Regions from separate parts of the Mus musculus genome. Here region 2 is linked to region 1. A link is a contact called in public promoter capture Hi-C data. All regions are on one chromosome and are shown on one strand. Each heading gives the region's core, a stretch centred on a gene start, on an enhancer-like site or on the middle of the called end of the contact. The rest is flanking DNA. Distances are from core to core; before and after follow the strand shown. Region 1 overlaps Gm30799 (a long non-coding RNA gene). Region 2 overlaps Sipa1l1 (signal-induced proliferation-associated 1 like 1).

Evidence for each region. Capture Hi-C pulls out chosen DNA fragments and counts their contacts.
Region 2: a contact with region 1 is called in a promoter capture Hi-C map of liver. The contact joins two enhancer-like sites. A contact is called at or near these places in 2 of 9 other capture datasets (adipose tissue and liver).

Annotation. Positions count from the first base shown.
Region 1 is chr12:82,120,005-82,126,430 of GRCm38.p6, reverse strand. Gm30799 (a long non-coding RNA gene) reads right to left here. Exons shown (of 7, transcript XR_001780654.1): 7 at 3,361-3,915. Among named protein-coding and RNA genes, the nearest start is that of Gm30799, 54 kb to the right of the region's middle. Within about 2 kb of position 3,715, at least 111 of the 459 cell types and tissues checked have an H3K27ac peak or open chromatin away from gene starts, as enhancers often do. A contact at or near this core is called in liver, where this site is marked.
Region 2 is chr12:82,342,174-82,348,599 of GRCm38.p6, reverse strand. Sipa1l1 (signal-induced proliferation-associated 1 like 1) reads right to left here. Exons shown (of 21, transcript NM_172579.3): 2 at 6,101-6,426. Among named protein-coding and RNA genes, the nearest start is that of Sipa1l1, 34 kb to the right of the region's middle. Within about 2 kb of position 3,714, at least 2 of the 459 cell types and tissues checked have an H3K27ac peak or open chromatin away from gene starts, as enhancers often do. A contact at or near this core is called in liver, where this site is marked.

The sequences.
Region 1 (6,426 bases), core at 2,466-4,965:
GAACCTGGAGCTCATCTCTCTCACTAACCTGGCTGGCCAGAAGTACTAGGTGTCCTCCTGTCTCAGCTCTCTCTTCAACACTGGAATTACAAGTACTCACCACCACACTCGGTTTTTCTGTGGGTGCTGGGGGTCCAAACTCATGCCCCCATGCTTGTACAAGCGCCCCAGCTGGACCCCAAAGCTTTAAGATCAAGCAAAACACCAACTTTTTCCTTGTTGTATATGTAGCACAGTCTCTCCATTCCCACACGATTGATTTTTGAGGCTGAATTGGGGGTGGGAGCCCTCTGTGCATTTTAGCAGAATCCTTGATCTCTGCATTCCAGCAGCACTCCCTCCCTTACCACACTGTGACAACCTAAAAAGTCTCCAGGCATTCCAAATCTCCCTGGTGAGAATAAAGGCAACCTAAAGAGAACCATTACTTTAGGCTTGTGGTCTCCAACCCATACTGTACAAAAGCTGATGTGCCAAGCTGGGTGTGGTGGCACATGACGAAGGTCAGAGATCTCAGGAGGCATGAGAAGGGGAATGGCCACAAATCTAAGGCTAACTTACTCTATACAATTTCCATGATAACTGGGGCTGGATAGCAAGACCTGTCTCAAAAGATGAAACAACAACAAAACTGAAAAAGAAATAGAGATAGGCAGATTGATAGATGATAGATAGATAGATAGATAGATAGATAGATAGATAGATAGATAGATAATAGAAGGACAAAGTGTTTTCTATATTTGGTTATAGGAAGAAGGAAGTAAAACTTCTAACTTCTTTTTTTCTTTCCCTCAAAATATTTCTAGTTTGAAATTGACAAAATCAAAGCCCAAAGGGCTGCTGGCAGCTCACCCTTCCTTGAGCCTCAGCAGTCTCCTTACAGGAGGAGGCTTCCCACAGACATCATCCTGGGAACCAAACTTACCAGAGGGGAAATCTGGGGCCACCTAACAGTCCCTTGCGTGGTTTGGTTTGGGAAATACCAGAGAGCTTTGCTTCTTGATCTTCGTGTTCCCACAGACGTAACAAACATTTACATCTCCCTCATCTTTGTCAGGTACTAACCACTGAGCTTGCTAAGAGCCCAGGCCCACATTTCCCTGGTGGAATGTTGACACGGCTTACAGATCCCATTTCCAGCCTCCAGACTTTTTTACACCATGGGGAAGGGAGTCTTTGCTTTTATTTAAACTAGTTATGGTAACTAATCTAGTAACATGATTCTAGTTTATTTTTATTTTGTGCATGTGTGTATGTGTGTGTGTGTGTAAGCCAGAGGTAAACACTGAGTTTCTTTCTCTCCACCTCGTTTCTTGAGATAGGATCTCTGTGAACCTAGAACCAGCCCTTTCATCGAGGCTACTATAGGCCCCCAGGATCCTCCTGCTTGCTCCCCCACTGCTGGGTTACAGGCTTATACAAGTGTGCCAAGCTCTTTTCACTTTAAAATAAATGCACATTGTAGACAGTATGCTCAGAAAATACATTTTTTTCAGTAAGAATATGTGATTGCAAAAATTCAGATCAATTTGTTTTAAACCGTTCCTGAGTCTGTCTGCTGTGACCTGAAGCACGAAGCATCTTGATTCCCTAAGAGGATAACAATGTGTCAGACTTTGTTCCAGGTCTTCATCTCAGCCTCAGGACCACATATGAGTCAGATACTCAGGCGTGGAGGGGCACGCCTATAATATCAACACTTGGGAGGTGGAAACAGAAGCATCCAGGAGTTCAAGGTCAGCCTCAGCGACACAGCACGTTTGAATCCAGCCTGAGATACACAAGACTCTCTTCAAACAACAAAAGACTGAAGAACCAAAGCAAAATCTTTTGGGCCCCAGGGATCATGTTAATTTGTCCCCTGATCAGCAAACTAATGTAGGGCATAATCAGACCAGGAACCTGGCAATCTGATTGATCCCTATGCTGTGCACTTGGCCATCAGGTTACTGTTCGATCACAGGTTATGTTGTTGTTGTTGTTGTTGTTTTTCAAGAAAGCAGAGCCTCAAGGAAGTTAATGAACTCCTCCAAGCAGAAGCCTGAAGTCATGCAAGAAGACCTGGTGGCAGTCTCAAGAGATGGGCCTAGTCCATCCCTGACTTGGGAATGGAAGAATGTTAAAATCAGTCTCCTATTCCTGCTCCCCCCCCCACCCCCCCACCCCCCCCCACCCCCCCGCCCCGACGGTTGCCTGTTTCCATTCTTTCTTCAGTCCTTTTCCCTCACCCAATACCAGATCAGGTCCCCCCCCCCCACTACCCCACCTCCAGTTTCCCTCCCAGGTCCCTCCCTCCCTCCCCACTTGTGATTGCTTTCTTCTCTCTCCCAAGGTTGGGTTGGGGGGACCCTCCAGAGTGCACCAGAGACCTGGGAGGTGAGAGACTCTCAGGACTCAAAGGGAGGGACCTTAGATGAAATGCCCCACAGTAGGGAGAGGGAACTTATAGAGCCCACCTCCAGCAAGAAGACAGAACATCAAGTGAGAGATGGGGTTGCCATCCCACAGTCATATTTCTGTCCCATAATTGTTCCTGTCTGAAAGAATTACAGGGATAGAAATGGAGAGGAGCCTGAGGAAAAGAACAGACCCAAAGTGGGATCCAGATCAAGGGGAGGCCCAAGGCCTGACACTATTACTGAGGCTATGAAGCACTAACAAAAAGGGACCTATCACGATTGCCCTCTGAAAGACACAACAAGCAGCTGAAAGAGTCAGATGCAGATATTTGCATCCAACCAATGGACAAAAGCAGCTGACCCCTATTGTTGAGTTAGGGAAGGCTGGAAGAAGCTGAGAAGAAGGGTGATCCTGTAGGAGGACCAGCAGTCTCAATTAATCTGGACCCCCAAGATTTCTCAAACACTAGACCACCAAAACAGACAGCATACACCAGCTGATATGAGGCCCCCAACACACATACAGTAGAGGACTTCTGGGTCTGTGTTCATTCAGAGATGATGCACCTAACCCTGAAGAGATGGAGGCCCCAGGGAGTTTAGAGATCAGGTGGGGTGGAGGGTGGAGACATCCACGTGGAGACAGGAGGGTGGGGAGGAGGTGTGGGATGTGGAACAGTCGGAGGGTAGATGGGGAGGGGGGATAAAATATCGAGTGTTAAAAAAATAAAATTAAATTAAAAAAATAAAAAATAAAATAATCGGCCTCCATTCGCTTTCCTTCCGGGTCTCTGCTTACCTTCTTTTCTTCTCTGTCTCACAGGTGTGAATTGCCTTTTTAACCCTTGCAGGTGTCACAGACCTGACTCAGGCACCCCAGGAACCCCAGAAGGCTCCTGCTCCGCCCCTCCCCCTCCCCCTCCACGATACTATCCTTTACTTAAGTGCATTGCAAAAGAACAAAGGGAACGACCGCTCTCTTTTATTGGTTTGTGTTGAGCAAACACAGGCACGTCAATCCGTCCGCTTTCAAATCCCATCTGTTTACATTTGGAAATTACTGGGGCATGTTCTTTAGATTAAAAGTGATTTCTTCGTCAGGAAGAAGATAAGAGAAGCCATACATTTGACCTTTGGTATTAACGTGCCTTTATATCTTCTCAGCACTGGTAGATTTTTTTTTTATAAGCTCTCCAAGTTTTAAAAGCTCTCCTAACTTCCCTCTGCTCAAATGCTGCCGTCAGCTTTACACTTGGAGTGTGCTGAAACCACAGCCCAGGCTGGAATGACCAATGCTAAAAAGATGTCACCAGAGAATCCAAGTCAAAGCATCGCCCAGGAGTGACGACGGACGCTTCTAAAAATAAACAGCTTGAGCCGGGGCTATTTCAAGATTCTCCCACAAGTTTCCGGTTCAGAAACTAAACAAGTTCTTCTAAAGGAAGCACTGTGCATCCAAGCGCTGTTTGGGACAGTGTCCAGAGCAGATGAAATCCTCTAGTCTCAAGGAGCTTGCCTGCAAGAACAGGAGAGACCGGCATTAAACAACTGACCAATCATCGTGTGCATGCGTTGTCGTGGGCTGATGAGGGACAGGATACCTAAGGATGGCCTTTAGGGTGCTCGCTAATGTCTACTTTACAACCTAGTGTTTTTTCTTATTTCTTCTGTTTTACATTTATGTGGCTGAGTATATGTGTGTGCACCATAGACCTGCAGAGGCCATGTTACAGGCGTTTGTGAGCCCCCAAATTGGTGCTTAGAACTGAACCCAGTACCTGTGGGAGAACAGTAAGTGCTCTTAACTACGGAGTCATCGCTCTACTACTTTCTCGACTGTATCAGATTTTAGCATCCTTTCCCAGAAGCAAAGCTGGGCTTTTGCCAAGAAGAAGGCTACAGCAGAGCTTCCTACTCAGCGAAGGGACAGCCTTGCCCACGACACTGGCAGTGCTGGCGGATGCAAGGATGATCTTCCGGATGGCCTGGTAACCAGAGGTTTTAGGACAGAAGCCCCACTCCAGCAAACCCACCAAACGAGGCTCAGCCAGCCGCTCCAGTATGCCAAATGGTTGGTTCAGTGGTTAAGAGCACTTAACTGTTGTGTTTTATAAAAATAAAGAGGGGGGATATGTTCTATGGAGGTGTAGTCAGGTATGGGGGAAGGGGGTGTCTCAGCGGGCCCAGACGAAGGCATCCTTTCCCCTTGAGGGATTAGCTACACGATGGTATAGTATAGAATAGAGTTTATTCAGAGCATGGGGAGGGGAATTGAGGGGATAGTAGAGACAGAGAAAGGCAGAGAGAGAGAGAGAGAGAGAGAGAGAGAGAGAGAGAGAGAGAGAGAGAAAGGAGAAGGAGGAGGGGGCAAGCAGCCCCTTTTATAGTGATTCAGGCACACCTGGCTGTTGCCAGGTAACCATGGGGCAGAGCCTAGACAAAATGCCAACAAGGACTACATAGAGAAACAAATAAAAGTAAAAAATAGAGTGGTAAGGCAGGTAGAGGCAGCAGGAGGTACCTGGGTCAGAGCCTGGGTTGGAACTGGCAGGTAAGAATGAGGTTACTGTCAGCAGAGGTCAGAGGTCAGAGGTCAAGAGAGGAAGGGTAGGTGAGCAAGGCAAAAGGCTGTGAAGGGCAGATGAGTGAACAACGACAAGTGTTTGTCAGGCTGGACTTGTGTGAGACATTTCTGCAGTAAGGAGACAGATTTAGACTTTTAAATGGGACATGACAAAGGGACATGACTGTCAATTTCTCAGGGAATAAAAATTGAAAGCAAGGACTGGCGAGATGGCTCAGTGGATAAGAGCACTGACTGCTCTTCCAGAGGTCCTGAGTTCAAATCCCAGCAATCCCATGGTGGCTCACAATGATCCATAGTGAGATCTGACGCCCTCTTCTGGTGTGTTTGAAGACAGCGACAGTGTTCTAATTTATAATAATAAATCTCTGGGCTGGAGCGAGTGGGGTTGACCAGAGAAAGCAGAGGTCCTAAATTCAATTCCCAATAACCACATGAAGGCTCACAACCATCTGTACAGCTACAGTGTACTCATAGACATAAAATAAATAAATAAATAAATAAATAAATAAATATTTTTTTAAAAAAAATTTGAAAGCAAAATTAACAGACGACTCTAGAGTAAGGAGTAGCAGGGACCTGTAGGTGATAGGGAAATGGACACAATGTGTGGCTAAACCTGGAGAAGACATACCAAAACGACAGGGCCTCGGGTTCAAGGCTGGAGTAGGGCCTGTGCTATCACCATGTCTGAGCTCCTAGACTCCCTCCTGTACTACCTGCCTGGATGTGGCTTTGCCACATAGAGCAGCATGGGGCTGACACTACAGAGAGTATGGCTTCACGTTAGGAGCGGACAGGAGCAAGGGTAAAGAAGTTGTGTGCCAGCTTCTCCTCTCTTTCTCAATAAAAGAAACGATTTAGGCAGCTCCAGGGGATCGAATTCCTGCCATCAGGCACGATGGACGAGCACTCTAACCTACTGAGCTACCCCACAGCTTGCAGGTGAATATTCTTAATTCTTAGGAAGGAAAAGTAGTTTTAAAACAGAAAAGGAGACTAGATGATGGATAAACAACTCTTACTGCCACACTGGGAAGGACACAGCTAAGTTTGGAGAATTCAAACTCATAAATTTAGCTAATGTGCAGTGGGGTGCTGTCATCTTCTCACTGGGAGACAGGGTTACCTTCACAAACCTAAATAGTTTTCATCCATAACAAGATATAACAAGCCACACTTTTTCTAAGATTTTTTTTAATTCTATAATCTGCAGCTCTAAGGCTTATACGACATCTATTTCTATGATGCCAAGAGGGCAACTGGAGGCTTTAGAAAAATGTTGATGGTTTTTTAAGTAGAGCCAGACCTCTTCGGTCCCAGCTGATAGTGCAGAATGACAGGAAATGTTGTCCGTAGGCATGATGCCTGGGGACTCTGTTGGCTAGTTTCCTGTCACCTTGACAAGCTATGGTCGACATCAGACCTCTCCTGAGAAAATGC
Region 2 (6,426 bases), core at 2,465-4,964, 220 kb before region 1:
TTAGCAGTAGTTCTGGGACTAGAAAATACACTTTAGTGTCTGTATTGCCATACTATTTCCTGTAACAAGCTAACCTATTTATGCTTGGGGAGGGGGAGATGTGTTTTTGTTTTTGAAGCATGGTCTCTTTATGTAGCCCTGGCTGTCATGAAACTCATTATGTAAACAGGCCAGCCGGGAATTAGAGCTTGCCACTGCCTCTAAATGCTGAATTAAAGGTGTGCACCTCCACAACCAGTTCCATTTATGGTTTCGTCTGAATCTTTTTGTTTCAAGTCGGCTCTTCTCCTGGCTAGAACGAAGGCTCGGCACGCCTCTATTTGCAGCAGCCACTGATACACAACACTGAGTGTCCTGTAGGAAGAACTTGCAGTTGGTTCAGTTACCTGAGTCTCTGGCCCTGGGGTCTGTCTGTGGTAGTCAGGCAGCAAGTCACACATACTCTGCCAGTCCTTGGCTAGTAAGGACCTAATCATGGAAGATGGCGGGACAGGAAGTAACATGGCTAGGCACTTGCTGCCTTGGTGGGGACTTATCTGTTGTTCATCTTTCTCCATTACACCGGACAAAACGTTTGTTAACATGACCCTGTCTGAGGTTCTCCTTGTCTAATTTTGTCTCCTCTCCCCTGTTCTCTAATGCTGCAAGGTTGCTCCGCACGCTCTGCTTCCTTTCCATCTATACTCCACAGGTGCCTATCAGACAACCTGGCTAGTTAAATGAAAGACGGTCCCTGGCAAAGACCGGCTTCTGAACAGCGAAGACTGCATATAGCTAAACAGACTTAAAAAGTCTACAGCTAGGATTCCAGCAAGAGACAAGGAGGACCTGCAGCTATGTATGGATTGGTAATGGGCATAAAGAACTGTAGCTACAAATCTGATGGCCTTCCAAAATGATGGAAGATTGAGAAGAATGAAGTCAGAGGATCTTGTAACAATCGATTTGTAACAATGGTAGTATTTACATAAGGAGAGCAATACCAAAAATCCTTAAGTCACAACTTCTGCAGAGTGTCAGAGAGGATGACTCAAAGCCATCCCTGTGCAGTCAGAAAACAGATGCTGAGACTTGTGGAAAGACCTGAGAAAGCCTGAAAACAGAGATGAATAAATAATAGGAATCAACTGAATAGAAACAACTGAATATAACTTCTGGAAAGACCTTTTTGGGGCTCCAGATAACTGGGCTATGAAAAGCCACACTAATAAGGCAGACTAGAAAAACAAGCTGAATGAAGAAGCAAATGTGTGTTATACTGAAGGTTGAATAGCTGAATATTAAATTTAGTTATAGGTCTTGAGATAGTAAGTTACATATATTAAACAAAATATGCACACAAATATACCTGCCATCAAAAAGTGGGCATCTGATAGACAGTCAGAAAATAACTTTATTGCCTCAAATGCTAAAATAAATTTCTTATATGGAACTTTCTACCTAGAAAATGGACTATGCTTTCACCTCACAGTTAATTGCCAAACTGTTTTTATATGAGTGGATCTAAACGATGGCTTTGAATAAGGTCCATGTGAGACTCTTGATGCCCATCTTGATCTAAAAGCATATGGAAGAGAGTGTGTGCCCTTTCAGCACCTCATAACCTCTGATCTGTGATGGCTTGGGCACCTCAAGAGCCCAAATGCTCTGTGGGCACAAAAGAGGTGATAGATAACAAAGAGGCTGGGGAATCATTGCCAAGGAAGGAACTGATGCTGGCTTCCAAAGACGCAACATTAACACTGTATTTATTATGCAGGTGGCTTGGAATCCTTGCTCAGATATAAAGATGGCAGACAACGGGGTACAGAGCACCTGTCTGTACTGCCAGCTACTTAGAAGGCTGAAACAAGAGTCATTTGGGCCCAAGAGTTCCAGGCTAGCCTGCCAGCACAGTGAAGGACCGACCACCTCATGTAAAAAGTCAGCAAAGCACTTACCAAAGTCAACCTCTCAACAAATTCACACTCAGTATTTCTGTGAGGGACCACACATTCCCACACCTGCTTTCAAACAAGCTGGCCAATTGGCATAACCCTAATAAAAAGGTCTTACATCACATATGGAAGGTGAGTTAACTGTCACATGTAAGAGCACAGCATGCTTGGGAGCAGTCTTGTTGACTGTACCTGAAGATGAAACAATGGGTCTCGAAAACTAAACACAGACCAAGCACCCAGGAAGAACCCTTAACACACGGGCATCCCATAGTACTGTTCTCCACAACATAAGCAGACTTAGGAGCACACGTGGCTGGATTTGCTTCTTGGGCTCTCCTTTCTTTCTGATCCAAGGCCCAGCCATCTCTGCAAGGTCTAAGCTCTCCAGGCTGCTTGCTCCTGCCTAAACAGAGACAAGTCTCAGACTTTAAATGCTCAACTAGGGACTAAACCATACGTGGGATTCTCAATCTATGAAACTAGGACACATGGCCCCTGCCTTCCTTCACTCACCATCAAGTCTCCTCGCTGTGTGTTGTTAGAAAAAGAAGGTAGGAACAGTAAGACCACTGGCTTAGAGTAACCAGATTTATTAGACAGTAGTTTCTCATCAGTTGGCTTACAGTGGCAGTTCATCTTGGACAATGAGCAACGGGGAACACACTGTAGGACCGCATGACATGGGGAACAGCTGGGAGAGAGTCCTTCCTGACAAGCCATGCTGGCTACAGGCAACCATGGAGTTAGTTTCTCCAGGTTAATATTTGCCATCTATAAATCTCCTTGTCCTTTAATTGTGGTAACCAAAGAAAGACTGAACACAAAACTTCAACCATTTTCAAAGGAAAAAAGAACGTATAGTACTATCATTTGTACATGCCCACAATGACAGGTTCATGCCAGTTTCCTAAAAGCATCAAGTGAGGAGAGCCCATAAAGCATAAAGTAGAAACACAGTAAGTATCAACTACATCGCCAGTGCCACTTCATGCTGGGTAAAAAGCCCGACAAGAGCAGGCAGAGGAAGCAGTAGAAGAAAGAACATGGATGTTGCTTATCTAAGGTGAAGGGATGGTTCCTCTCTTTGCCCAGCATTTAACCATAAAACCCAGCTTTTCTGTTGGAATCAAGTGGTCTCTAAAGTTTATATCTACAGGATAATAATGTTCATAAAAATAATGTAATATCAAAGTGATTACAACTTAATCAGCTGAACATGATTAAATATTACACATAATATTGATTGAAGGCTGTGCTTCAGTAAAGGTAATAATAATATTTATCATATAAGAGATTTATTATTATTATTATTATTATTATTATTATTATTATGACAGGCACAGTGGAGTCAGGGGCACATTAAACAGCTAAGTGGAATGAGGACTCAAATGGGCTGAGGCAACAACACACAGCCTTGGTGCTAGGCCAAACTCCTCTTCACTGCGCTATACTCTTTCCACAAAGAGACTGAGAGAAAGAGGTAAAGGTAGGTACAGAACTCACTGAGCTAAAGCCACATGTAAAAATTACAAAACAGAATTGTTTTTTAATTATATTTTATACCATCACATTAATTTTACATGTACAGCCATGCTTTGAGGGATTTAATTTCTGCTTCATGTTATTATTCGGCCATTTGTAGGACATTATTCATATGTAACAAACGACTAAAACATTTCAAGGTGTGTCGCCCAAATGGTGTCCTAAGAGCAGGCACGCTCCATGACTTTTCCTGAACTGACCTCGTGGACTGACCACTTGTCAGTGTTCCCAACACCAGGCTGCCAGGAGCCACTGGGACGAGCTGGGCATCACTCTGCTATCTATGCTTTCTGCTCCCACCAGCTGGACTCCATGCGGAACCGTAATTCACTGCATCTCCAGGAGACTTGGAAGCCAACTGACTTATTTCACTATGAAGCTGACTAAATGAGTAGAAAAACTGACAGCTTTAGAAAGACTGGAAGAAGAAGACACTAAGAAGAAAGCTGTGGGTTTGATGTGACAGCTAGGAAATCAGACAAAATCACCAACCAGACTCACTCAGTGCCAGGGATGTCCCTAGTGTACGCCAGGGACACCAGGCAGCACTGGAAGCAGAGCCACTGACAGGAAAGACCTTGGACCCACAGCAGCAATGTCTACTCATGTTTTCAATACCTCAGATAGGCATACTTTTAACAATTCCCTGCTTTAACCAGTATTTCCAACTAGGCAGGAGCATGTACACCAGCTGTAACCTACCAACAGCTGTACTGGGAGCTTCTGAACTTATGAATCAGTAACTTGGTTTATGTTGGAGTCCAGGGATTCAACTTTTCATTCCATACCTTTGAAAGATAAAAATACCTAAAAGGAGGTTCTCCTTTCCAGTCCTCTTGCATAGCAGGCATGAGGGAACAGTGATAGAGAACAAAGGAGAGTCACCACAGCCTATTCACCACAGCCTAGAACTTTCCTTTGGAAAATATGGCTAGTAACACATCACCTCCCTCGTGGGCATTAAGAGTTAGAAACAACAAACTATCATTTCAAAGGCTTAGCATAGTGCCTGGTCCATAGGTGCTGGAAACTGCTCAGAACGAATATTATTACATTGGACAGTGAGAAAAAAATACTAGTGCATAAATAAGATAACGTCTGTTCCCTTGTATGCTAGACTCAAAGTTGGTGGCAATGACAGGTGGAACAAGATGGCTTCTCAGAGACGTGTGAACCCCTCAGGAAAGCTTGGAAAAGTTCTGAGGCAATACAGAGCAAGAATTCTCAGTCAGAGGCAATTTATCCCCAAAGAAACATCTGCCAGTATCAGATGTATTTTAGTCTGTGTTCACTGGTGTGAAGGGCCAAGGAGAAAACTCAGTGGCCTTTAGGATGTGGAAGGCACGGATTCTAATCTTACAGGGCATGGGAGTGTCCATCTTTACAAGGAATCATCAGTCCCTAAATACAAAGTTGGTGAGTTTGAGGAATCCTCTGCTCTCACATGCCAGAGAAAGACCATTTATAAAATCTGACCTCTAGAAAATCACTTTTAAAATGAAACTGGGATTTCCAGTCTATTGATTCCAGAAGCCATGCTGTAGACACTTGAGAATAAGAGGGATGAGTGTTTGTTGATGTGACAAAATTCTTTTACCAGTGAACCTATCCCTCAATAATCTTAAAAACATTAAGATTCTAGAGTGAGTAATCTCATAAAGCCAGCAGGAGAATAAATCTAAGTAGCGTCTCAAGCGCAAGAGTAGTGTAGTGTAATCACATCCTCACTGGAGAAGATGCAAAGCCAAGAGGCTTCCCAGCACAGAGCACGTCGCCTGGCTGTAGAGACTGCTGGTCTACCCCAGGAACTACAGTGTAGAGTGATCACCATGCTGCTAGTTGGGTGCCTACAGGACAGATGCAGTCCTCAATTTTAATGCTGTTCAAAAAACACTAGAAAATTGATAAGGTGTTTGATAATTGCTTCTCTTTAAAGTACAAAATAAGATGATACAATCTTAGACTGTCCCCCCTCACTTTAGCCTACCATCTCCAAGAAAGGCTAGAAAAGAGGTCACAATACATTAAATGTTCAAGGCATTTCTCCACTTTAGTGCCTTTTCTACTCAAACTGAAGGCCTACACTCAATCTTGCCTGAGACTCACTGTTCTGAGATTTTCATCAAATAATGCAATGTGTTTTTACCAGAGATCCTGTGAAAGGGACAGAAATATATTATAACTTTAATAAAAAGACTCAGAAGGCAAAAAAAAAAGTGCTAAAAAGTAGAGGACAGCATTGAAATTGTGTTGTAATTTTAAAAAGTTTTATCTATCAGATTGCAACTTTACATAGTTGCCCCTAAAGATGACATAGCAAGTCAACAAAACAGAGTTTAATTTCACTCGCTAAATCAAATAGGTTTTAACTTAAAAAATGAAACACTAATATTTAATTTTAAAAGATTTCAATACCTAAAAGGGGAAAAGAACATCCCCAAAATACAAAGAAATGAATCACAACAAAGCCTACAGAAAAACTCTTTCATCATGAAAGACAGAGATTCACAGGCATCTCAGGTCACCGCTAAAACACTCAGTATACTACACACTGTTGTTTTTTTCCCATGAGTAGAGCAAAATAAAAAAAAAAAAATTAAAACTAAGCACCTACTCACCCTTCTGGTAGAAGAACTTCCTGTAATAGTATGCGCCAAGATCCACGTGTTCCACGGTGTACCTTTTCACCCTGTCCAGATGCAGCATCAAGCTTTCCTTGGGCACTTCGAGAACTGCCACGCCCGCGTTGGTGCAGTGAGAGCTGAGGGCAGACTCAAAGGATGTGCTCTCACACCCACTAAATGAGCCAGAATTCGACTTGGACAGGCTGATCTTCCTCTCACCTTCTCCCCCAATCTCATTCCGAAAATACGGACAGCTCATGACGAGTTCATTGCTCTTGTCATCTCCCTGGTCCATGCCAAGGCTTCCTTTGGAGTTGAGG